Linked DNA regions of Danio rerio: region 2 is linked to region 1. The links are chromatin contacts, called in public Micro-C maps. All regions are on one chromosome and are shown on one strand. Each heading gives the region's core, a stretch centred on a gene start, on an enhancer-like site or on the middle of the called end of the contact. The rest is flanking DNA. Distances are from core to core; before and after follow the strand shown. Region 1 holds the start of pola2 (polymerase (DNA directed), alpha 2). Region 2 holds the start of skia (v-ski avian sarcoma viral oncogene homolog a).

The links. Hi-C and Micro-C count contacts between places; a contact is called where the count stands out from the background.
Region 2: a Micro-C map of caudal fin shows a contact between it and region 1, with 11 times the contacts expected there. The contact joins the promoter of skia here to the promoter of pola2 in region 1. A contact is called at or near these places in 6 of 18 Hi-C or Micro-C datasets (caudal fin, embryo, hematopoietic stem cells and 2 more) and 4 of 4 datasets of contacts at active chromatin or transcription factors (caudal fin, embryo, gastrula embryo and 1 more).

Annotation. Positions count from the first base shown.
Region 1 is chr8:19,039,315-19,044,748 of GRCz12tu, forward strand. It overlaps pola2 (polymerase (DNA directed), alpha 2), which reads right to left and starts at 3,455. Exons shown (of 19, transcript NM_199581.2): 1 at 3,356-3,455; 2 at 3,005-3,127; 3 at 1,745-1,869; 4 at 959-1,044; 5 at 811-868; 6 at 34-143. The coding sequence starts at 3,086. It overlaps dimt1l (DIM1 dimethyladenosine transferase 1-like (S. cerevisiae)), which reads left to right and starts at 3,541. Exons shown (of 12, transcript NM_001003556.3): 1 at 3,541-3,713; 2 at 5,360-5,433. The coding sequence starts at 3,656.
Region 2 is chr8:19,372,714-19,377,879 of GRCz12tu, forward strand. skia (v-ski avian sarcoma viral oncogene homolog a) reads right to left here and starts at 2,049. Exons shown (of 7, transcript NM_130935.3): 1 at 758-2,049. The coding sequence starts at 1,669.

The DNA.
Region 1 (5,434 bases), core at 2,205-4,704:
TTAAAAGTAAAAATGTCAAATCAGTTTGTTTACCTTGGTGAGAAGCTGGCAGGTGACAGCATTAGACTGGGACTGGCGAGTCGGGCTACACCTCTCTTAGACTGAGGATGTTCAGGAGTGGTCAGTGCTCGCTTCTGAGAGCCCTGTGTTCATGCAGAAATTAACTCATGTTATTTAACCGATCCAGTTTTTAATATAATGTAAATTACAGTATCGAATAAACAAGTCGGGTTGTATGACAGAAAGAAAGTTTAAAGCCTGATCTCTACACTACTTTCTCAACTTAGATCAACATATAATACGCAGAAAGGCTTTTCATTTTTAATCAGCCAGCTCAAGCGCTTCCGGTGAACTGTCATCCAAATACAAAAATCACTGCATTTAAATTCTGGTTTCTGTAAAAATTAATGATTTTCACTGCCTGATTCATATATTAAAAAGTGGGTCTCAGACTGGACAAGAAGCACTGCATTAAATTCCATTGTTCCATGCGGTGTCTTAAAATATGGAAATTTATGTTACCCCAGTATTTTAATTAAGTTTCTGCACTAGCCTGCTGCTCCTGGCGAACCAATCAATTTTACACTTGAACAACTAAATGAATGCTTACGTCTGTTTAACTGATTATAATTTAAATACATCACATCATCAATGCTGTAAAAGGAACCTTATGAAATTTAAAATAGCCACAGTAACCTTTAACCGGAGGTTAATCTGTGACTGAAAAACACTTGCAGACCATGCATTTTTATCTATCTTCATACATTTCCAACAAGTCTCCCTCATTATTCTGTCTTTATTTAGTCTCACCTTGGCAGGTGTTGAATAGGAATCCAGCATGTTCTCCTCTTCCTCCTCTGCTCTGATTCTGCAAGACTCAGTTAAGAAGATCACTTTGAACATTTATGAATAAAAATTAAACAATCATTAATCTTTATGTTGAGCTTTATGAGGATACAGCTCCTGGATGGAGTTGATGTCTCTGGTTTTGTTTATTTGGCTTCCCTTTGAGGTGCTTTTAGGCTTTTTCTTCTTGTTCAGTACCTGTAAGGAGTGCAGAAGCAGTATGCAAATTAGGGCTGCACAATCCTAGAAAAATTTGACATTGCAATATTTTATTTGTCTGTAATGTACATTGCGATACACTGATGCTATACAGTTCCACCAAATGACTAAATAGTTTTTTGGTCACACTATTTTAAGGTTCAATTCTCACTCTTAGCAAACCCTTATGACTTTTGCTTCAATAAACACCTAATTTGCTCCTTATTAATAGTTATTGTGGTTGTTTGTAAGAACTAATAAGAAGCCAATATATCAACAACAAGCATGCTAATAAGCAATTTGTTAATAGTGAGAATTGGTCCCTAAAGTGTTAACAAATGTATTATATCTGTTTGATTGGGATGATTTTAAAAGGGAGTAAATCGCATAAAATGTAGTACACTACAGGCATAGATAAATGCAACAAAGCAAAAAAAGGTGTAATAAACAGTGCAAGCTTTATGGTTTTGTATATGTAAATGTAAAAATAAATTACACCGCAAAGTCAACTCAACATTGCATATCTATGTAATGTGACTGAGGATTCACACATTGCAATATCAATGCTGAAAAGATATACAGGAATACTGTATTGTTTAGCTCTAAAGCAAATGAAGCATAGAAACATTGTGGATCTTATTTTTGGCATCTCAAAGCACTGCAGAATTTCAGTTGGAGTTTTTAATGTCATTTTACTAACTTCTTGTTCAAACTGGTCCAGGTTTTCGAGAGTGAGCGGCAGCTGCTTTCTGGTGGAGCTAAAAGCAAACCACTCGAATACAATTTCTTCACCCGTCAGCCTGTGACAAAAACACTGCTCCAACACTACAATAGAAAAAAAAACAAAAGTCATGTGTATTTAATTGAGGTAAAGTTTTTCGCACATTCGTTCAGTGACAACTTGTGACATGCTCCCTTTATTGTTCACCGTGGCAGGGCTCAACAAGAAGATGGCCCAGGCCAGCGTGTGAAATGCTCAGGACAGTAGACAGGATTGTTACTGGCCCAATCGTACCAGTGCTTACTAAAGTTTAATTTGCCTGCGACAATGTCAATTGCGTCGAAATACAGTCTTAGAATCGAGAAACAGTTTGTGCTGTTAAGCCTTTAAATGCTACCTTCTCTGTGATATCAAAAACACCATATTGCTTTTCGGGTCCTCTTATGTGACTAGATGTTGTGAGCATGTTTTTTTTGTTTCTGGTCTCAGCGACGAGGCGGTAGCATAAAATTATGAGGCTAAACGAAAACGTTTGTTTCTAAATTCTTAGTAGCAGATGTGGATACAACACAACGAAAAAAATGAAGTAATGTTTGCACAGTTAGTTTTCAGTTTGGCAAGTCAGCCACCATTTGTTAAATAATGTAGAGCTGCAATAAAACACCGGCACATTTTCCATACTGCTCTATTTGTTTGCATAACACTTTGAATTTTGCTCACAATACATTTTAAAAATATATACATCTTAGATTATTTTTGACACATTCTTTAAAATGTGTGGCTAAAAAAAATAGCAATTATTTTTTTTTTGGGTGGGGCCAGTAAAAATATTGGCAGAGCAAGAAAATATCTTAACCACTTGGGTTAGTTGAAAACTCTGCATGGTAATTTGAATATTCAGTCTAAAATCACATGTAAGCATGACTTGAAAACAACACTGGTACTATTTATTTGACTCCAAACAATGTTGTACTTTGATAGTCATTTGCTGCTAATATGATTTCAGTTTTTTTTTTGCAATAAATAATTTCTGAAGTTATTATTATTAAGGAGAAAGTCCTAATGTGTGAACATAAAACCAAATTTACCTCAATGTGTATTTGTAAGTACTTGCCTACAAACACACAACCACATACATGTATATTTGTGTGTTTAAAATTAAGAGATGCATATATTTTAGAGCATTAAATCATGTCAACAATACTAAAATCACACACAATGAATAGATTGGACATTTACTTTTGTCGATGGTGTCATTGTTGAAGGCTATGTTGAAAGTGTCCAGCTCAGACTTGATGTCCTCTGCAGTGACTGAAGCCATTGTTATTGTCCTCTGATGTTCAAATGTAAAAAAACAACCTCCTAAAAAAGAAAACAGGTTTTTCAAAAACATTCACACCACACAATTATTAAAACGGACTTATAACAGTCAGAAATGTTAAGTCTCTCACTAAATACTAACGTAAACACAATGGCGCTCTCGCGAATTCACTTATTTAGCTTTATAAACAGTTTTACTCAACATAACAGCAAGTTCGAAATAAGACAATCCTAATGAACACGTTTTAATGACTTGTATGACAAGATTACCTTTTATTAAACGTCAAAATCAGCTGTCATATTCCTCAGCAGTCTTTGCATCACGTTCGGATTGCCGCGAAAATGTACTACCCGCAAAACCCACTGAAAGGTCACTTCCGGTTCCTGCACGTCTCCTCCAGAACGGCAGAGGGAGCGCAAGGTCAACCGCAACCGAATTTCCTCCCAGATCAGCTGAAAGGAAACAGAATAAACCCTGTAGCTTCTACACGTGTTTGTGGTGCTGTAAACGTATAAGTATTTTTGTGATTTACATCTTACTTTTCACTGTCGCTGATATTATTTGTCAAAATGCCGAAGGTTAAAGCCGAGAAGAAGTCTCGAACACACCAGGAGGTGAAGAGTCAAGGTTGGTTTGAAATGTTTTAGTACTGCATGCTGTCAAACCATTTAATCAAATGTCCCCTTATAGATATAATAATCAAAGTTAAACCTGTAATATATTTAAAATTTAAATAATATAAACCTTTTAGAACTTGCTAGTAACACTTCCTGGTCACTTCTTACTCCAAAACAGAAGAGGAGGCATTATAGCTATTTTTAGGTCCAAAATGTTTACTTTCATTCATCTCATGTATATAAATTAATCCCAGTTGTTTTGACTTATTTTATACAGTATTTGCACCTCTAAAACACCAGTTAACATTTATAAATTAAACCAGGAAATGTACAGTATATTTATATGTTTACTGTGTATATTCAGTTTTCTCACAACAGTGATGTCCCAAAGCAAAACAGTCGGTCTTACTCCCCATAAACACTGCACTATTTAATATTTATACGTATTCATTGCACTTTGTTGAACTAATTCATCTTGAATTGTACATGTCCACTGCACATATACGTTTGTAATTGTTCACACAGCTTAAATCAGAGTTTTATATATATTTTCTTTTTTTTTAATGTTTTAAAAATTATGTTTAACAGATCAAGGGAAATTTCACAGCATGTCTGATAATATTTTCTCTTCTAGAGAAAATCTCATTTGTTTTATTTCAGCCAGATTAAAAGCAGCTTTTAATTAAAAAGAAACATTTTGGGGTTAATATTATTAGCCCCTTTAGGCTATATATATTTTTTCCAATAGTCTACCGAACAAACCATTGTTATTCAATAACTTGCCTAATTATTCTAACCTGCCTAGTAAACCTATTTAACATAATACTTTATGCTGTGTAGAAGTGTCTTGAAAAATGTCTTGTAAAATATTATCTACCTTGATCATGGCAAAGATAAAATAAATCAGTTATTAGAAATTAGTTATTTAAACTATTATGTTTATAATTAGAAATGTGTTGAAAAAAATATCTCTGTTAAACAGAAATTGGGAAAAAAAATAAACAGGGTCTAATAATACAGGGGGCTAATAACTCTAACTTCAACTGTATATATCTGCATATTTCTGATTATTAATAGCAGCCTGTGCACATTCATCTATTGTAAATCTCTGTTCATATTTAATACAACCAGTTATGTTCATAGTACATCCATCTGTAAATGTCTCCATAGTTTTTCTATAGTTGCACTTTATAAAGTATACCTATATCCTGTACTTGCTGCTGTCACACTCCTGGTTAGACCTAAACTGCATTTCGTTGCCTTGTACTTGTACATGTATAATGACAATAAAGTTGAATCTAGTCTCACATCGGGGTAAAGTTGGTTTTATATTCACACATTCATTCTTTTTTGAATAGTGACAGTTTGTGACATGCTAGTTGGAATATTCAGTGAGAAATTCCATGTAAGTGTGACTTTTAAAAAACATTAGTGTTATTTATTTAACTGTAAACAGTGTTGTATTTTGATAGTCACTGGCTGCTAATATGATTTTACTATTTAGAATTGGCAAAGAATACTTTACTGAAATTATAAAGTCTGAATGTGGGAATATAGACAACTTTACCTTAAGTAATCTCACTCACCCATTCAAAAAATACTTTTGACTTTTTTTGTTCAATATTGGATTACATTAACCCATGTTCCATATTTCAGGAATTATGTTTAATACTGGTATCGGTCAGCATATTTTGAAAAACCCTTTGGTTGTCAACGGCATCATAGAGAAGG
Region 2 (5,166 bases), core at 799-3,298, 330 kb after region 1:
CGCATAGAATATGGTTAAATTTCACTGAAAGCCAGTCCTTAAAGTTTCAATTGCTTCCTTATTTGATGCGATGACTAGTCAGAATAGCTGCATGGTTTTGTGTAATATACAACCCTACAAGTAAGATTAAGAATGTTTAGTAATAACTTGAACACCAGTTCCTGATATGACTAGAATACGATCCAATTTGTTCTGAAAACTGACACACATATGAGCCCAATGACTTCTAGTAAAGCAAAATGAATAACAATACATGATGAACAGCATTTAAAAGTGTCAGTAACGAATGGAAAACATAGTTTAGAAATGAAGTGAATAGTGCACAGATGCAAAAAATAATAGCTATAACCAATTTGAGTAGCAGCATAGAATTAAGCACAATCACACACTTCAAAATGAACGAGGGGGTTTTCTTAGTGTCAAATTTTTTTTGTAATTTTTTTTTGTAATAAGAGTTTACACCATTTTAAAGCTTCTTCATGGAACCACCAATTCCAATAACATCTATTAAGTGAAATTAATTACTTAATACAGTAAATTAATTAAATAGGGAGAGGTATCTAATGAAAAGTTATTCATATAACTGGAAAAGATGGTAGTCACTACTGGCTTACTTTAAAAAGTTAAAGTAAAACTGCTTGTCATGGACCTCTGACACTTGCAGGAGACCCCCCCCCCCCCCCCCCCCCCCCAAAAAAAAAAAATGTTACACTTCTAGAAGAGAGGATGTAGCGTAAAACGCAACAAATCGACTCACCTGTGATGCTTTCCGCTTGTATTTATTGGAGAAATCAAATTTCTCCTTAATGTCATCCAGGAGCTGCTCCAGACGCGCTTTCTCCTCTTTCCCCGTGTAATCCGGACTCAGGAGCACATACGCCCTCCAGTTGGCCGAGTCAAAGCCCCAATGGCAAGTCCTGTTCTCCAGCGATTTGTGACTGTGCACCACGAATTTATGGGTCGGGTACATGAGCCTGCAGTCCATGCATTGGATGCAGGGCGCGTTGGGACTTGTGTAGAGCTCCGGGACCAGCAGACCCTTACACTTCCCGAAGCACTCGTGGTAGATCTTGAAGCTCTTCTCGGTGAGTTCCAGCTCAATAGAGCCGTACAGCTCCTTCTTGGAGTGCGGCGGGTACGTGCCCCCATAGATGAGCGCGTTGCATAGCCGCTCCGCGTCCGTCTTGGTGATGAGCCCGCAGGACGGCGCGGCAAACGGCAGGATGCCCATCACCTTCAGGATCTCCAGCTGGTCGGCGGTGCAGCGCGAGCAGTAGATGTGCAGGTCGTCGCACACAGAGTTGATCTGCTGGAGCGAGAAATCCCGCAGCACCGTGTTGAGGATCTGCGGCAGGCACAGGCGCTTCTCGCCGCCCACCACGAAGCACGAGATGGTCTCACCCTCCAGGACCGTCTCGCACCTCTCGGTTGAGCGGTCGGACGGGATGAAGAGCGGCCCGGGCATCACCGGAGGAGGCTGCATCGGGGGGAGGTGCAGCACGGGCTCCGGGATGTCTTTACCGTCCTTCTTGAAGAGCAAATCGTGTTGCCACCTGGCCGAGAACGCGGCCGGTCCTCCGAGGGAGATCATGGAGCTCAGGTGAAACTGTTTGAGAGTTTGTTGCAGTCCCGGGTGAGGCTGGAAACTCTGTCGCGCTACTGTTTCCATGTTTCGCGCAGCGCGTTGTCGTTGAAACCAAGTGTCGGGCAAGAAATGCGACTCAAAGGTCCTGGTTCTGCGTCTCTAAATCCAAGTCCGTGAAAACAAGCACAAGAAGGCCCACAGGGCTTCATCAAATCCCCGCTCAGACGAAGGTTTCCACCGGCGCGTCTTCTTCCCCTGCAGCGGGCTCTCTTCTGTCCATATCCACAGACAGAAAACTCAAGTGTAACACGAGCAAAAGCGCGCAAGTTGCAGCAGAACTATCCCACGGAAAGGCCGAACTTGTCCCACGTCAATTTCACGAGTCAAATACACAATCCGCAAACTTTAAATCCGTGTTTTTGCCTGCGAGTAGAGATCGCTGCAGCCGGACACGGCGCGTCGCCTCCGCTCCTCTGCCCCTGCAGTTCAGTATGAGTGAGTCAGTGAGCAGCAGAGTCTCTCTCTCTCTCTCTCTCTCTCTCTCTCTCTCTCTCTCTCTCTCTCTCTCTCTCTCTCTCTCTCTCTCTCTCTCTCTCTCTCTCAGTGTTTGTGTGTGTCTGGCTCAGTCATTGAATCCTAGCCAAGAATGTGACTGACTCCGCAGACTGTGGCTCTTCCAAGAACCATCCTTCACTCCCCACTGCTGTAGAGAGACGGTCACTGTACTTAACACAGTTTTTTTTTACACTTTTAAACAATTTACTGTTAAAGTATTGTCTTATTTTTGGATAGTAATTCATCAACTTTATTTTTTTATTTGTGGATTAAATATTTATTACTTTTTAATTATAGCACTGCAACTATTTATACACTGCTATTAATTATTTCTTAAATTTATTGAACAAAGCTTTGTTTAATGATTGTGATATTTTACTCAAACCAAATAATCTTAAAATAGATTATACAGAAAAAAGGGGAACGAATAAAGAATACAAGAAAGAAAGAAAGAAAACGTTTCTGCATTGCTATTGTATTACATTTATCAAATATATTGAAAGTGTTTATAACAGTGTTATAACATATGTAATAACCATGTTATAAAATTTGACATTAATTGCTCTGAATAGGTTACTAAGTTTCATTTGTCACTTTTAACTTGAATAATAAAAGTAAAATAACACATGAATAATAATTAGAATAGTTACATAATTATAAAAATAATTGATTAAGTTAATCATATAATACATAATTGTATATGAAAATAATACAAAAATATATAATTTCTCCATATGCGTTTATCTTTGTTTCCACTCATTTTACTTAAACATTCATTTCTGTTATTTCAATTACAACTATTTCTTTCTTTATTAATTAAAGTCAAAATGTTCAGAAAAGCCACTTATCACTGCAGGTTGTTATTACTCATAAAAAATAATCACGGCTGCAATTACACTTCAGATGGTTGGTAGAAGTGTACATTAGTAGACTGTAAATGAAATCTCAGAAAGGAGGAAATAAGAGCGTTTTGCAGGCAGGCAGGGCAGTATATGTTGAATCAGTGGGTTGATGGGTGGAGTCTGAAACTAACAGACGCCCTAATTTAGACTGGCTGCGGTCTGAGTTTGTAAGTTTTGGTTTTCCTGAGCCTTCTAGACTCAAACTGAGTACAGCAGACTGAACTGGGAAAGTCCTGGAGCTTCATGACTAATAAACACACACATGGCCTATTTCACAACATTTGCATGATATGACAAAACAGCTGTAATGTTTTGCCAATAATATCATTAGGTCAATCACAGCTATTATACAAGCTAATATGGATGACACCATCATTCTTTTCATAAATATCAAGTATTCACTTTTAAATTAGTACAGCAATTTTCAGTGATGGCTTTACGCCATACAGACATCCAGCACTGCCTTTCTGTGACCTATATATTCGTCTCTTAAAGTTTGAAACAGTGAATGCACGACTGTTATGTCTGCCTGTAGATGGTTATGGGACTTATTTCATGCACATTTCCTTTGACACTACAGTGCTGTTCATATGCCAGCGATTTATTATTAATTCTCTTTAGATTGAGTCCAACAGTAAACAGGAGATCAATGTAATCTGTTGCAGTAGTGCCCTCTAGCCCTGCTGGTGCGTTACTGCAGGTGGATTACAGTGGGACAAATGGCCTTGATGCATTGCATCAGTTCACCAAACTCGAACAAACTTCAAAAAAGACTGATTGACACACATGCAGGTAGAATTATAAGTGTTTTGAAATCTGTTTATGTCAATTATTGTCATATTCCTTCATTGAATGGGTGTGGTTTTGCCACGTCCCACACACTGCTCAGCAACTACATTGAGCCAAAAAAGTAGGTAAATAAGATAAAATTTAAAAAGATTTTTAAATATTCGTATTGTCTTTAACAAGTTATTTGATTAATTAAGTCATTTTAATAACTTTTATTTTGTTCATATTATTAATCATTTTGCACATGTCCTTGAAATTGCTGTCCACCCTGTCATGATGTGGTAAATGCCCCTTTAAGAAAGCCTCCGATGTACTCATTGGCATACCCATTCTGCCTTTCTTCAGAGGATGTTAAGACATCTGCTGTGCACACAGTAACTATCTACACTTATGTTTCTTATTTTTCCTCATATTGTGTTTAAAACGGAATGTTGTTAAGCTTAACATCCTGTCATAGTGAAATATTAATTAATATTAAAAAAATCAGAAAAAAAAATATATACATTTTAAACTGTGTACAAAGAGCTTAACCACTGTGCCAGCTGCAGGTATAACATGTGTTGAATAAATACTATCTTTAGCCAAAAATGTCCTCCCTGTCATTTTCCACCCTGTCACAAATCCTTCCTTGACAGGTTGGACGTATACATTGTTATTGACACTATTTATTTACTTATTTTTATTGTCAGTTAGTTAATGTTTTATGTTACAACACTTATACACACATACTACACCAGTAGATGCAATACATGAGTGGACAAAACAAACCTTTTAGCAATATCTGTCTCAGTCTATATAAAGGATATCCTTTTAAAGTCCATATAATGGAGCTCATTGACAGTTTGAAATAAAAATACACGCCAGTGTCCACCCTGTCATCTTGTTTTCCACTGTCATGTTCAACTTTTATGAAAATAAACACATTATAACCTCAGCAAAAGATCTTGTGTGATTTATTAATTAACTAACAAAGGCCAGTTAATCCTGTTTAAAAGTTTGACAAAATGTATTAGTTCTTGGGTTTTATTTTGAAAAGAATTTGCAACAATTGCATATTTTATTGGGAAATAATTGTTTTGTCCATTATTTCATTATTATAAATAGACTTTTTTCCTAATCTAAAAAGTTGGGTTGGTTAAGCGACACATTACCTTTCTAAAAAATATACATTTTATAATCACAATGCAATGGAAATGTACTTAGGGCTTACTCACACTATGTACAGTTGCCTTGAACTGGGCCGAAGCACGGTTGCCCCCTTTCCAGTATGGAAGGCCGTTGGGGCCAAAACACATGCAACAAGTGCGTAGTGCAACAAGTGCGCAGTGACACGCA